Linked DNA regions of Mus musculus: all the other regions are linked to region 1. The links are chromatin contacts, called in public ChIA-PET and Hi-C maps. All regions are on one chromosome and are shown on one strand. The core of a region is the stretch at or near the end of the contact, and the rest is flanking DNA. Distances in the headings are between cores, read along the strand shown. Region 1 holds the start of Reln (reelin). Region 2 overlaps Reln (reelin). Region 3 has its middle 75 kb from the start of Gm42223.

Region 1 (4,783 bases), core at 1,331-3,830:
AAGAGCTCTCATCTCCTTTCTGCCAAGTTCTTTCTTGCACAGAGATGCTTTGCCCTCCCTCCTCACCCCCACCAGAGATACCTTCTTCTTTATTAAGTCAGCTTCTTGTAGATTGTTAGAGTCAGCGCCTTCCTCACTTAAGCCAATGCTGCCCTCTTTTTTCCAAGACTATGTATCAATTTTGTAACTATAATTGATCATAGTAATAGATATCTGTCTCTCCCACTGAAAGGGAACATCCACAGGGCAGGAACTGCTTTTTCCCTGAGCTTAACAAAGGGTTTTGCATACCATAGTTGTTCAATTAGCATGTGGTGAACTAAAGAATGAGCTAGAAACTGTGCTATAAATTAAATACTTTATTGTATATGTATGTATTTAAAAGCTGGCGAGAAGCCACAAACCTAACTTTTGGCATTTTCCTCACATCATCTCTGGCCCGAGTTTCCCCATCACCAGGTGTTCCGAATCTGTTGCTTCAGCCCCCAGCATCCTTCCTGTTTTTCCGCTGCCTTTCCTGAGCCTTGCATGTTCAAGCACAGTGCTGCTTCAGGGCCTTTGGACTCTGGTTTCCTGGCCGCAGTGTTCTTCCCACATGCCCACATGTTCACAGGGTCTTCTACACTGAAAAGTCCCAGCTCTCCCTGCACTCTGTCAGGGAAGCTTTTCCTGACGTCTCGGTGGAGGGCACGCTCTTTGCCCTGTAAATCATATATTTCTGTTTTGCTTTTGCCTAACATTTACCTCCATTGGAAGTAATTTTCTCCTACTGTTTGAATTTACCCTCTCCCAGCACTAGATTCTGAGTTCCATGTGGTCCAGCACATGTCGGCTACAGCTCAGAGCATGGCATCCAGCCATTTGGTGTATAGGAGGTAGTTGGCAAATGTAACTGAATGGCTAGACCTCACATTGGCCTTTTCTCTTCTGTATATGACAGTGCTGTAAGTCTGCATTGATTCAATACCTGCTAGCCATATGTAGCTGTGGGTTATTTTAAAATGTGGTTAATGTGACTGAAGAATTTGAATTTGAATGTAAACAGCTGCTCTGGCCAAGCTTTATCATAATGGCTGCTGCAGCTAAACCGAAGCTAATCTAGGCTGGAGGAGGAGGCAGGTGTCTCCTGGGCCTGCCCAAAGTAGGTGGTCCGGTCGTGCTGGTTTCCTCCCGAGCTCGAGCTCGGGCTGTAGACAGTGGCAGGCCAGGCATCTTTAGAGTCAGCCTTCGTCTTACTTGGGGCAAGCTATTCTGATTTCTCCCCTGTGAAATGGGGGAAGTTTTGCTTCTTCCGGTGGTGGTGTTAGGATTACATTAGGCTAATGATCTACAAGCCTGTGCAGCCTGCATGGCACTTTGCTCTAGTGTAATATTAGTCGCGTGTATGAATATGTGTGCTGTTGAACTTTGGGAGGATTGGAAGTAATGGAGACCAACAGGCAGTTAGGTCCTTCCTATCTGCTGAAACTGTGAATGTGGCAGAAAAAAAAAAATCTTTTGCAATGAAATTACCACAGAGGTCTCCCTTTGGATCTTGCCTTCTGACGCCCTTCTCCCAAACTCAGGCAAAGACTACCATTTCTGACATTACAGTTTCCTGGTTTCTTTACAAGCAAGGCTTATTTTGGCTTGGTGCTGAGCCTGGAGAAATGCATTAAAACCTGGCAGCTCTGTTCTCCCGTCTCTGGGTGCCTCGGGGCTCCTGCCAGCGGTGCTCGGTTAAAAAACGTGCTTCTGGATGGTTTCACTTGCCCGCAGTCCTGCGTGAGATAGCTCATTAACGCCGGTTTCATTGCTGCTGCCAGCCACTCCTCTGCATGCCTTCCCCTCCCCCACCCCAGTGACAGTGGTCATGCATGACATGTAGAAGTAATAAACTCGGACCTAAAATTTACTACCCCCATCTCCGTCCGAGGAATCCCCTAGCAACGCGTAAATACAGAGTCCGGCGAAGCTCGCCTGTCGGGTCCCCTCACCACAATCCCCACGGCCGAGAAGCCCGACGATCTGGCCCCGCACCACTCCAGGTGGCAATCGCACCGTCACCCAATCTCCCTTTCAGCCTGGCTGCCACTGAAGACCCGGGCCGGGGCAGCGACGGGGCCGCGAGGCCTGACTGGAAAGGGCTCGCGCGCGCGGGGCACCGTCGCGGTTGGGGCCACTGACGGGAGGGTCCCCAGGACAAGCGCTGGCCGTGGGGACTGGGGGGCGGCGGGCCCCGAGGGGCGAGGGTTGCAGCCGGCGTAGACAAAGAACAGCGCGGTCCCCGCCGCCCTCGGCTTCCCCGCGCGTCCTCGCAGAACGGGCAGCCGTGAGCCCGGGGCTCCGGTTCCCCGGGGCAGCCCGTCGGTCTCTGGCCGCTCTCGTTCGCGCAGCGGCCGAGCAGCCCTGCCCTTCCGGGCGGAGCGGGCCGTGGGCGGGAGGCGCGCGTGTGCTCCGGGCACAGCCCGAGGTGCGGGCAAGCCCGAGGGGGCGGGGACGGGCGCGGGGGCGGGGGCGCGGCTGGGACACGTGTGGCGGCGGCGGGGGAGGGGGCGGCGCCCGGGGCTTTAAGAAGGTGCGGAGGGGGCGGGCACTTTCCCAAGCCCGGCCGAGGGGCGTCGCGTGCACACCGGCGGCGGCGGCGCTCGGAGGCGGACGACGCGCTCTCGGCGCCCGCGGCCCCGGTTCCCCCCGCGCTCTCGCTCCGGCGGCCCAAAGTAACTTCGGGAGCCTCGGTCTCCCGCTAACTTCCCCCCGCGGGCTCGGTTGCCCGGACCCGCTCGGCTCGAGCCCGCCGCCGGCTCGCCTTCCCCGCACGCGGCTCCTCCGTGCCGGTGCCTCCGAAAGTGGATGAGAGAGCGCGCGGGGCGCGCGGCGGCACGGAGCGCGGCGGCATGGAGCGCGGCTGCTGGGCGCCGCGGGCTCTCGTCCTGGCCGTGCTGCTGCTGCTGGCGACGCTGAGGGCGCGCGCGGCCACCGGCTACTACCCGCGCTTCTCGCCTTTCTTTTTCCTGTGCACCCACCACGGGGAGCTGGAAGGGGATGGGGAGCAGGGCGAGGTGCTCATTTCCCTGCACATTGCGGGCAACCCCACCTACTACGTACCGGGACAGGAATACCATGGTAGGTACCACCACGGCATCCCTACGGCGCCACGGTGGCCCGCGAGCGCATCTTTCCATCCTTTTCCTTCTTCCCAGGGGCCAGCCGGCCGGAGACCGGGACAACCTCCTACCTCAGCGGGGTGCGCTGCCTGGGGAGAGAGAACAAAGTTAGTGGAGAATGGAGTCCTGAGTTGGGATTTCAACTGTCCCCTAACACATAAACTGGTGCTTATGTGACAGGCCACACAAGCTTTTGGTACTGCTGTCCCCCACCCCTTCACTCCCTGCAGCTGCCGAACCTGCGCATCGTGTTTTCCTAACCCCAGTACTTAGATACCAGACTTTTGTCCTGTTCTGGGTCCTCCTTGGTGGGTCCCCAGGTGGCGCTGGGGTTGTCACTGGGTTTTGCCGGCCAGCTGCCGACAGATTGGAGCACTTTGGTCGGTGGCTGCCCATGCCGGCGGCCAGTTAAAAGTTCCCGCTGCTCTGCAGCCAGGAGTCCCTAGTGATCTGTCCTCAAGAAACAGAGCGGCTGTTTCCAACCCTTTATTCTTTTAAAGAGTCGTTTAAAATATCAGTGATTGATGATTTCTGTCATCCCCTTCATACTTTTAGCTTGGTGCTTGCTGTTGTTAGCATTGTCTGGGCGATGCTTACTAATCACTTGTATCTGCACAGCTTTAAGTCCCTGGCAGGACCTACAAGCTTCTCCCCACAAAGGCGATCCCTCTCCTAAGGGATCAGTATGCAATCCTTCATCGAGGTGAAACATTACTGCAAAGTTGAATTTTAGCAACAAGAAGAGTAATTTAATGTAGTATGCAGTCCTTCATCGAGGTTAAAACATTACTCAAAAATAAAAATTAGCTACAAGAAGAGCAATTTAGTGTAGTCCATATACTTTTAATCAAGTGAAATATGTGGGAGATAAACCATGTGTACTTTCTGTCTTCATTCTGGGACTTCTTAATGATAGGAAATGTTAAATTGGAAAATTTCCATAAAATATTTATACCCAATGACATAAACTATCATTGAGTGAACTCATGCCATCCCAAGGGTGCTGTCTGTAATAGGCTACAGGTGTTGACAGAGCAGAAGGTGGCTGGCATTTCACATAGATTTGGGAGTGAAAATTTTGTAAAAATGCTAAAGAGTTTTCTGTTTCAGTAAAACCTTCCTACCCACCTCCAAATGGCTTTGGCTGAGTCTGTTCATCCTAGATATTTACACCAGTGGCTTTAACAACTTCCTCAGAGGGGTGGCAGCCTTGTTCCTGCAATTTCATAATTTAATTTTAGGAAATCAATTTCTGTAACTAGTCCTTTAAATAAAAGGGTTTGCTTGTACGTGTTCCCTTCCCAACAGTTATCTGGTGCTTTTTCTGAGATCATGGAAATCTTTGCAGTGAAAGGAACGCCAGTGTGGTGACCACCCAGACCTAACCTACAGACTGACTGAGACAGTGGTCACTTGGCGTGCCCCTTAGCAGACGTGTAGCTGGTTATCTGTGAGAGCCGCTAGTCGGTGAGTGAGTGAATGCTGGTCTAAAAGGTGCTCCTGTCAAGCTGTGAGGGGTGTCTCTGATGACAGAGCCGCATCAGCCCCCACCACACAGACCCTTTGTACATCACTGCTGAAGGGAGTATCAGTGAGACTGAGAATAACCATCTACAGCTTTTGGGTTTGCTGTAAAG
Region 2 (4,783 bases), core at 1,177-3,676, 91 kb after region 1:
TCCAGCATCTAGTGTATCTGACTGTGCTTTGCATGTCTGATGCTATCTGCAAACCACTGAAAAGTTGCTCAAAAAATATTGGCTGCTTCTATATGACCATGGGTCTGTAATTTGCCATGGCTTCATGAGAAATCTTATCTCTGGCCTATGAGAAAACTGCTAAGGATGAACTATCCACGAGGAGTTAATCACTCATAAATCTGATGCCTCTGCTGGGATAGCTGGAGCATAGCTGATGCTCCAGTTGACTTCTGAAGGACAAATATGAATGGCAAGTAGGTGGGGGAGGAAAAGGAACATAGACAAGAAGGGCACTCTGGAAAGCTGAGACACAGGATACAGTAGGATATATTCCAGGGACTTGGAGTAGGTCAGCAACATTCCGGACAAGGCATCGAGGAACAGAAATAGACATATGTGAATAGAAGCATGCTGTTAATTGCAGGAAGGATGTTTATAGAAATAAGCGCAGGCCAGATTGTGAAGGGTCATGTTTACTGGTCTAGAAAATACCCAAAGCCTTTTCTCTGTTGAATAAGATACTGACAGCTAATGATGCAGAGAAGGAACATTGACAGGAAGCAAGAAGGATGAGATAGAACAGTGTGACTCAGAAGAGGGGGTTCCCCCAGCCATCACTGTTGTGGAGCTGCTTCTGAGCAGCACAAGACCATCAGGGTCTAACAGTTGGTTGAGGTGAAGAAAGGTAAGGAAAGAAAGGGGTCCCTTAGCTTCCGCCATGAGGAAAGATGGCCAATGACCTTGGTAAGACCTGTGTGAGTAGAAGCAGGGACCAGGTGATGGTGGGCTGCTCACAACAGGAAGTGATGCACTAGAAGAGAAAGGAAAGGGAACAGTCAGGAGAATACTGACACAAATTGGTCAGTCTGTTCATGGTGGAGAAACCTTGGCATAGCTAAAATGGCCAGTAGACAGGAGTCCATATGGTCTGGATACTAAGGACTAATAAACATCTGGAATGGTAGACATACCAGTTACTCTGATATGGTCATTACACATCCTACATGTATTGGAGCAACACATTGTGCCCCATAAATATATAAAACTACTGTGTATCGCAAATAAAAACATAAGTGCAGACTGGTAACCTTTGTCTCAGCATTTTGGAGGTGGACGCTGGGGGAACTGGAAGTTCAGAGTGAACAGGGAGTGTCAGGCCAGCCAGAGACACATGGAACACTATATCAAAATAAGTAAAGAAATGAACAATGAGCAAGACGTAGTCATCGTGTATTACATTCCAAGGTGAATAGATGGTAGCCTAAGGAGTCAGTACCTGATCTCTCGGGTCAGGAGGCTTGAACGGGAAGGAACAAAGCCTTCATTAATTCCTCGTCAGCAGGACTCGTGCTTTCTCTTGACCACTGTGTATGTGATGCTGATGTTGGCTATGGTGATCGAGGGGATTTTCCCTACAGAAATGAACAGTGTGTATGTATAACCTATAATTACATCATCTTAATTTTACTACATCTTTACATATCAATTACATTGTGACAGTGAGTCGTAATTTGTATTACAGATGGCCTATAATTAAAAAGATAGGTAAAAATAGCTTTGCTAATATGAGGTTTAGGGGAATGACACCCAAGGAGGCTCCCCCTTCTCAGAGGAAAAAGAAAAGGGAGAGAATGGGGGGGGGGATCTGTGTGAGGGGGAACTGAGAGGAGATGGGTGGCTGATATTGTGATGTAAACTGAATAAATTAATTAACAAATATGTGAGTTCCTTTTCATGTTTAAAGGTCTAGTCTGTGTTTTAAACCTGCAGTTACTCACAAATTACACCTAAACGTGTAAGTTTTCCTACCAGAATGTGTTGTGTCCCCTTTCTGATGTGAGGGCAGATGGTAGAGTCACCTGCTTCCTAAGCTAACTGTCTGTCATCTAGCACAAATACAGATGAAGACAAATGGTCTCAGCATTGGTTACCATTAGGGAAAAGTATCGTTATATGTCTGTAGCTTTTTATTTCGGTTGGGGTGGGTGTTGGGAGGTCTCTCTCATTTGAACACACTGTAGTGTTACATTCAGCTTGTAGAAAGTGCACACAAAGCAACTTTATATTCTTTCTTTTTTTTTTAAACATTGCAATGATACATAGGTGAGAAAAGTGGCTCAAGGGAAAGGGAATTAATATCTGGGCTGGAGCCATTGTATGTGGAGAAGATCAGCTTTTTGAAAGATGTTTCATTTTTCCTACCGATGTCCTTGGTTGTCAAATGCTGAACATTAGAAACACATCCAAACTAAAATTGGCCTGTGGGAAAGACAGCAGTCAAGGTTACAGACACATCAGAAAACAGTGAGTTATCCCACCCAGCCGCATCACCTATGATGCTACCAAGTGAGGCAAGCGCCCGTGTTGCCAGCTGGGCCATCTGTTCCCGCTGCAGCTCTCCTGGTCAGTGTGGGGCAGGAGACACCTGTCACATGCATTCGCATGTTGCAGAAAGCATAGTTGTTGGTGTTTGGCAGGTCAGACCCTTCTCCAAATCAGAATGAGACAAGTGCTTTGGCACTGGATGGCTGCATATGGTACAGCATCCTTCCAGGGTGCAGTAGCAGTGTGGTTGGGCTCCTTTACTGTGGTGGACAATCTCAGTGACCCTTGATGAAACATCAGACCATAAAGAACTAAGCGGTGCTCTCCCCACCTATACTAACAGTTGGCGCTGCCTGATGTGTTAAACATGAGCAAAAGGGATAGTAACAATATCACTGGAGGTAGCTAATAGTGACATGTCTATTTACCTGTTTTTAGGTACTCGTGTGTGTTGTCTCTATCCTATAAATCATACTTCAAAAGAGAAACAATCTATGGAAATTAAAACTAGAATTATTTGAGTGACTTACTCCATATCTCACAGGCAGTAAACTAACATCAGATTTATAGCTCTTAATCTCATGATCCCAAGAGCACCATCTTGTCTTTGAAAAGGATGTGGCTGATGGCATTTTGTACATTCTTTAAATTCAAGGTTATTAAGACAGTATTAGATGCAGTACTAGTGAACGTTAAGATCTCAGCCTCAGGTGTATTTTGTTATTAAAAGCCTGCATTTCATCTGGATTTCAAATCTAGTGTCTGGAAATAGAAACAGACCCTGGATCATTTGCCTGTTTGCTGGGAAAGACAAGCAATGGAAGATCAACTTCAAATTGATCCATAGTCAGAAGCATCGATTATGTTTAAGAGACAAAACTGACAGGTTTTTAAAAGGGGCTTTGGGAATTTACCTTGCTTGAAGACAGGAAAGCAGATTTGATACCATTTATTTGTTGAAAGCTTGTATTTAAACACCTCATCCCCATCCTGGGTAGAAATGTTTGTATTCTTTTGATATGTGTGTTAGAACAGACTCTTTTCTTCTTTTGGGGATAATGGTGGGGTTGCGACTGGTTTGCTGTATAGCCTCAGTTCTCCTCAAACTGGATGGACAGGCATCATAAGACAGCATTTTAAAGTAAGGCATGGCATTTAGTCTACAGAGTGTGCCAAAGCCTACAGTGGGAGGTGCTCCTCGCACCCGTGTCTAGTCAAAGCCACTTAAACAGTGATGCTGTTGTATAGCAGGGTGACATTTCTCAGGAGCAAGCATGAGATATGCATACCTGGAAGTCAGAAGAAGGGGTCAACCCCCCCCCCCCCGCAATTGATATGTACCTACAAGTTTTAAAATTTATCCAAGTAGATAGCAAAGATACAATGTTGAAGAAATCTTATTTACAAAGATCAGGGTAACTATAAATGTCAGGAGCACATAGGAGAGGGCTAGGGTCTGTAAGTTAAGGCAGGAAGAATGATGATTTTATAGTGATGAAATCTGGGGTTCAGGAAATAAAAGAACCAGCAGGGCTGGGGGTGCTGAGGAGAGTGTGACATTTTACAGTAAGTAAAAAACATTAAGAAGAAGGCTAGGATCAACTCTGAGCTCACAGGCTGTGATGGGAGTTGAGGTTTGAAATGGTTTTAACTGGTAAGTCATACAATCAAACTATATAATGGTTCTTCTGGGCCCAGAGTGTAGGGAGAGGAGGAGGCTTGGATAGAGATTAGGAATAGAGCAAGAAGACTAGGACATAATCCAGAGAGAAATGAACCAAGGTGGTGATCAGTGGGCTAGGGGGGCATCATATTTGCAAGTGATCTATTGTGGTTCAGGCAAGATGATCCTGAAAGACAATGCCTGAGTACACAACCTTCACTCTGAGAGTGAAGGCATTGGGAATAACAACAAGACAGACAAGACAGCTTGGATCCTCATGTGGAAGTGGAAGAAGCTCCATATACAATGGAAGAAGCTCCAAAAACTTGTGGCTTAAGACACATCTAGGAATGAGCTGGTAAAACTGCAATTTAAATGAGATCACTTTTCAGGAAAAAGGGAGAAGAGAATTTCAGTAAACTGAGGCTTTCTGATACAGCAGATGGATTATCAAATGCCTCTGAGAAAGGTGATGGAAAAGGGGGGACACTGGGTGAGAGGACTTCCAAGAGCAAGAGGGAACAGCTCTATAAAGGGTAGAGTTAGCAAGTTGAACTGTCCAGAAATCAAAACAAAGTCTAAGAAGGGCTTGTAGGACTTAGCAACCTGAAGGTTGCTGGTATCCTAGTTAGATCATCCACCTCAAAAACAATAAGTGGAAATGACTAATTTTAAAATTAAAATTTAAAGCTTGAAATAATTGGTTTTAACTAAAATTATTGCATGAGTTCCAGGATGTAATTTGATTATTTTTCATATTTTGAGTCAATTTTC
Region 3 (4,783 bases), core at 1,623-4,122, 87 kb before region 1:
ACTTGATCAACTCTGACCATTGCAGATCCTATATGTAGGATGTACTTATAAAGGGTCTTGAGGTTGGATGGAATCAGCTAAGATAGATTGTAAATGTTACTCTTGGGATTTGTTATCTCAAGACACTGTTTATTCTGTTTCAATTAACAGTGGCATACACCTGGAAGAATCCACCTATCCAATCACCGTGCGAACAATCTAATAATAGCTGGATTTTATTTAAAAAGTGCAGCCCATCCTCTCACAGTCCTGGGAAGAGTTGTTGTCGTTGTTGTTACCCATGCATTCCAGAGAGCAAAGAGAAACTCTGGGTGTTCCAAGATCACACAGCTCATAAATGCTGATGTTGGGACCCACAGCCAGGTGTGTGGGTCTAACCTAGGAGTTCTGTTTCTAGGGCAGATGCCACTTTCTCTGAGACACTAAAAGATTAGGTCACATTGTTTCTACACAAGCAGTTCTTGCAGTAGCTCATGATATATCATCAATAAGTGAAACCAGTGCTAGTTAGACTTTCAGACTGGCTTAGCACACACGTGGCAATTGCAATTAGGGGCAGAGAAGATAACAATCCTAGATGTTCATTATCCATAAACTCTCTTGCCATTTTTAGGGGAAGTTAATACATAATACATATTTTGGAGGTGAAACAATATTCTGGTTGAACTACATGAAGCTTAGCTTTTGTAAGCTTAGTGAGCAAAAGATGTGGAGAACCATAAGACATCTGAGCAGAAAACATGCAGTCCACAGAAACAAATCCTTTTACACAGGGGGAATTATATAGACGGATGCACAGGGCTCCTAAAGTCTTGGGTCCTTTTGGTGATGTTTCCTTGGTTGTCTGCTGCTTATTTGCCAGAGAGTAAACATGGGACCAAAGTTCTGTTTCTGCCAGGATTAATCATTTTCTTCTTTATCTGCATCAAAGTTCTTTGATATAGGAGAACTTCCTTTCTCGGTTGGACTTGCTGTATGCTCTTATTTCAATCAATCATAGTAAATATTGACTTGTACCAGTTGGAAGAGGGTTAGAAAAAAAATCCCACTTGCAAAATCTTTACTCCTTTCCAGGGAGAGAGAGAGAGAGGAAGAGGGAGAGGGAGAGGGAGAGGGAGGGGCAGGGGGAGGGGGAGGGGGAGGGGGAGGGGGAGAGAGAGAGAGAGAGAGTACTGAGAAAACAAAGGTTTTTATTTTTTATTTTAAACTATTTAAAATCAATTTTTGTTTCTAATTTGGTTTTACTGTGCAATTAATGTGAGCATAGAGTTTGGAATCAAAATCCCGAGCTGATCTGTGGCTACAACATTGTCTGGTTGCCTAATATTGGATAAGCTATCAAACTGTATAAAAGGAGATAATAATAAGATCTATGTTTTATAAAGAATTTATTTCAGTGCCTGGAACAAAAATCTTCATAAATATTAACATTGCTATTATAATATTTTTAATGTATACATATGTAAATTTAGATATGGCTTTGTATAATCTAAAAATCTTTGCTACCAAATACAGAATCTAGATGTAAATTGGTCCAACAATTTTCCTGAAGAAAAACAAGTCTTTAAAATCCTTAAATAGAAATGTTATTTCACAAGGAAATCCAACTTAAAAAAAAAAAGGTTTATATGCCAAGTTAGTTTGAATTGATAGTCTAAAATAGCAAATGTACATTCACTTCAGGGACCCATATTGTCCAATACATTTAATAATGTGTGTCTAATATCTAATAATTGCAATGATTCAATAAGCATACTCTTAACATATGTCCACGCACGCAATGTGACCATCCATTTTAAAAACAAGGAGTCCAGGCTGTCAGTTGGTGGTGCTGGCCCTTTTCAGTTACAAGCAACAGTAGAGGACCTTGAGAATCATCTCAACATGCTTTCAAAAATGTGGATACCCAGGACTAAATGAGGCAGAACTTTCAGAAATGAAAAATCTAAACTTTTAGTATTGCTATATTCTGCTGGAAAGCTCCATCCAACTATGGATAACAGCTAAAGCCATGCTGCCTAACATTGAGGTCCACGATAGAAGGCGAGTAGGTAAGGTCGTTAATTCCATTCAGTCTCTCCGGCTTGCTGTCTTGCCATCAGTCCCAGCTTTGGCTTGGGAAGAGGACATCACTGTCACTGCAGCAATACCTTAGACTGGGTCTAGAGAATTAGTAAACAGATGAACATTATTTCTCGCCATTCTGGAAGGTAAGAAGTCCAAGGCACTGATCCAGTGCCCAAGCTGCTCCTGTTGCTCACAGGACAGATTCCTTAGGGTATCCTCCTGTGGCAGGGAGGACTACAGAATCTCTTCAAGCCGATTTGTATAAGCACCAACCTCATTGGTGATACCAAATTAGGGACATATGAGCTAATAGTCACTCAAAGATCCTACCTTTAATGCTCCCTGCCACATTGGAGATTAGACATTAACAGGAAATTCAAAGGAGTGCAAATAGATCGTGACAGCCTCCCTGTGTCATTAATACAGGTGAGAGCAGCTATGGTCAGTGAGCCGAATATCAGAGAGGAGCAAGTTATGCAGAGAGGAGCTCTGGAGATTGGCAGAAGGCTCTCTAAGTCTTTGGACACTACTCATTTATTCACATGTGTTGAAACCGTGCACATGTGTGCGTGCGTGCGTGCGTGCGTGCGTGTGTTATCCATGATGTGTAGCAAAGCATAGTCATTGTCATTACTAACACATTCTTCTGTTAGATGACTTGGTCACACAGTGATTTATTATTTGCAGTGGATGGAACTTTGGTTTTTGTCACTGTTTATTTTTGGCTACTGTCTTAGTTACCTTTCTATTGCTGCCAGAAAACTTTGACTATCTGTCATGAAGGGCAGACAGAAACCTGGAACAGGAACCACCGCAGAGGCTGGCCGTGGAGCAGCACGTCTCACTGGCTGGCTCAGCCCATTTTTTTATGTCACTAAGAGCAGCCTTGCCACCACTATCCCCAGCAAGCTGGGCCCCTCACATTAATCTGCCATCAAGAAATTGCAAACACAGAAGTGGATGATCACAGTCAGCTATTGGATGGGTCACACGGCCCCTAATGGAGGAGCTAGAGAAATTACCCAAGGAGCTATAGGGAACTGCAACCCTATAGGTGGAACAACAATATGAACTAACCAGTACCCGGGAGCTCTTGTCTTTAGCTGCATATGTATCAAAAGATGGCCTAGTCGGCCATCACTGCAAAGAGAGGCCCATTGGACTTGCAAACTTTATATGCCCCAGTACAGGGGAACGCCAGGGCCAAAAAGGGGGAGTGGGTGGGTAGGGGATTGGGGGGGTGGGTATGGGGGACCTTTGGGATAGCATTGAAAATGTAAATGAGGAAAATACCTAATTAAAAAGAAAGAAAGAAAGAAAGAAAGAAAGAAAGAAAGAAAGAAAGAAAGAAAGAAAGAAATTGCAAGCCCTATAGACTTGCAATCTGATGGGGATATTTTATAAATTAAGGTTCCTCTTCTCAAACAACTCTAGCTTGTGCTAACAACATCTAAAACAACAAATCCAAACCAGGACCACTGTTATAAATAATTGTTCTAAGAATTTTTTTTCAGGTTTATCTTTTTGTTTGTTTGTTTGTTTGTTGGTTGGTTGGTTGGTTGGTTTTTTGGTTTTTTGTAGCCTTGGCTATCCTGGAATTCACTTTGTAGACCAGGCTGGCCTCCAACTCAGAAATCCGCCTGCCTCTGCCTTCCAAGTGTTGGGGTTAAAGGCATGCGCCACCACGTCCAGCCTGGTTTATCATTTTGTATTACTGGATATTTTATTTATTTACATTTCAAATGTTATCCCCCTTCCTGGTTTCTTGCCTCCACAAAACCTCTATCCCTGACCCTCTTCCTGCTTCTATGTGGGTGGTCCCCCACCCACCCCACTGCCCTAGCATTCCCCTACAATGGGGCTTTGAGCCTTCTCAGGACCAAGCCCCCTCCCCCCCATTGATGCCAGATAAGGCCATCCTCTGCTTTAAGTGCAGTTGGAGCCATGGGTCCCTCCGTGCATACTTTTTGGTTGGTGGTTTAGTCCCTGGAAGCTCTGAGAGGGTCTGGTTGGTTGATATTGTTGTTCTTCCTATAGGATTACAATCCCCTTCAGCTCCTTCAGTCCTCCCCCAACTCCTCCATTGGGGTCTCTGTGCTCAGTCCAATGGTTGGCTACAAGCATCTGCATCTGTATTGGTCAGGCTCTGGCAGAGCCTCTCAGGAGACAGCTATATCAGGGTTCTGTCAGCAAGCACTTCTTGACATCAGCAATAGTGTTTATGGCCATACCACCCTGAATGTACCCGATCTTGTCTGATCTCGGAAGCTAAGCAGGCCTGCTTAGTACTTGGATGGGAGACCACTTGGGAATACCGGGTTTTATGAATACTTATATACACCTGTGGTTCATATAAATACGTTCTTCACTGTAAATGTAGAAAAGAAATAAGTGGGTTATAAGAGATAATGTACATAAAATATATCTAATATTGAATACTTCTAAACATGTTGACTTCATTTGATCCAGCAGTGCATGGGGGTTCTGCTTTTCTACATGTTTTTTCTAACACTTTCTTTCTCACTTTATTTTAGTCACCTCGGTGGCTCTGTAGTGGCATCATGGGTGTTTTCCCATCCCTGGTTATAATAATATCAAGTATCTTTTCATATGCTCATTAACTATAAACATACGGTTCTCTTTTATTTTTCTCATAGATTTTAAGAATTATTTTATTAATGATTTTTTTAAAAAAATCATTATTTTTGGTTATGTG

Evidence for each region. Hi-C and Micro-C count contacts between places; a contact is called where the count stands out from the background. ChIA-PET counts read pairs in DNA pulled down with a chosen protein or histone mark.
Region 2: a contact with region 1 is called in a Hi-C map of cerebellum, with 2.1 times the contacts expected there. The contact joins the enhancer-like site here to the promoter of Reln in region 1. A contact is called at or near these places in 3 of 39 promoter capture datasets (the 3T3-L1 cell line, the HPC-7 cell line and stem cell-derived epiblast-like cells), 3 of 484 Hi-C or Micro-C datasets (cerebellar granule neurons, cerebellum and nephron progenitors) and 1 of 115 datasets of contacts at active chromatin or transcription factors (cardiomyocytes).
Region 3: an H3K27ac ChIA-PET map of liver shows a contact between it and region 1, with 5 times the contacts expected there. The contact joins the enhancer-like site here to the promoter of Reln in region 1. A contact is called at or near these places in 4 of 39 promoter capture datasets (the 3T3-L1 cell line, embryonic stem cells, fetal liver and 1 more), 1 of 484 Hi-C or Micro-C datasets (liver) and 1 of 115 datasets of contacts at active chromatin or transcription factors (liver).

The regions. Positions count from the first base shown.
Region 1 is chr5:22,342,502-22,347,284 of GRCm38.p6, reverse strand. It overlaps Reln (reelin), which reads left to right and starts at 2,580. Exons shown (of 65, transcript NM_011261.2): 1 at 2,580-3,105. The coding sequence starts at 2,877.
Region 2 is chr5:22,251,229-22,256,011 of GRCm38.p6, reverse strand. All of the region lies in intron 2 of Reln (reelin), which reads left to right. Among named protein-coding and RNA genes, the nearest start is that of Reln, 91 kb to the left of the region's middle. Within about 2 kb of position 2,426, at least 2 of the 459 cell types and tissues checked have an H3K27ac peak or open chromatin away from gene starts, as enhancers often do. A contact at or near this core is called in cerebellar granule neurons and cerebellum, where this site is marked.
Region 3 is chr5:22,429,945-22,434,727 of GRCm38.p6, reverse strand. No RefSeq gene overlaps it. Among named protein-coding and RNA genes, the nearest start is that of Gm42223, 75 kb to the right of the region's middle. Within about 2 kb of position 2,872, at least 3 of the 459 cell types and tissues checked have an H3K27ac peak or open chromatin away from gene starts, as enhancers often do. A contact at or near this core is called in liver, where this site is marked.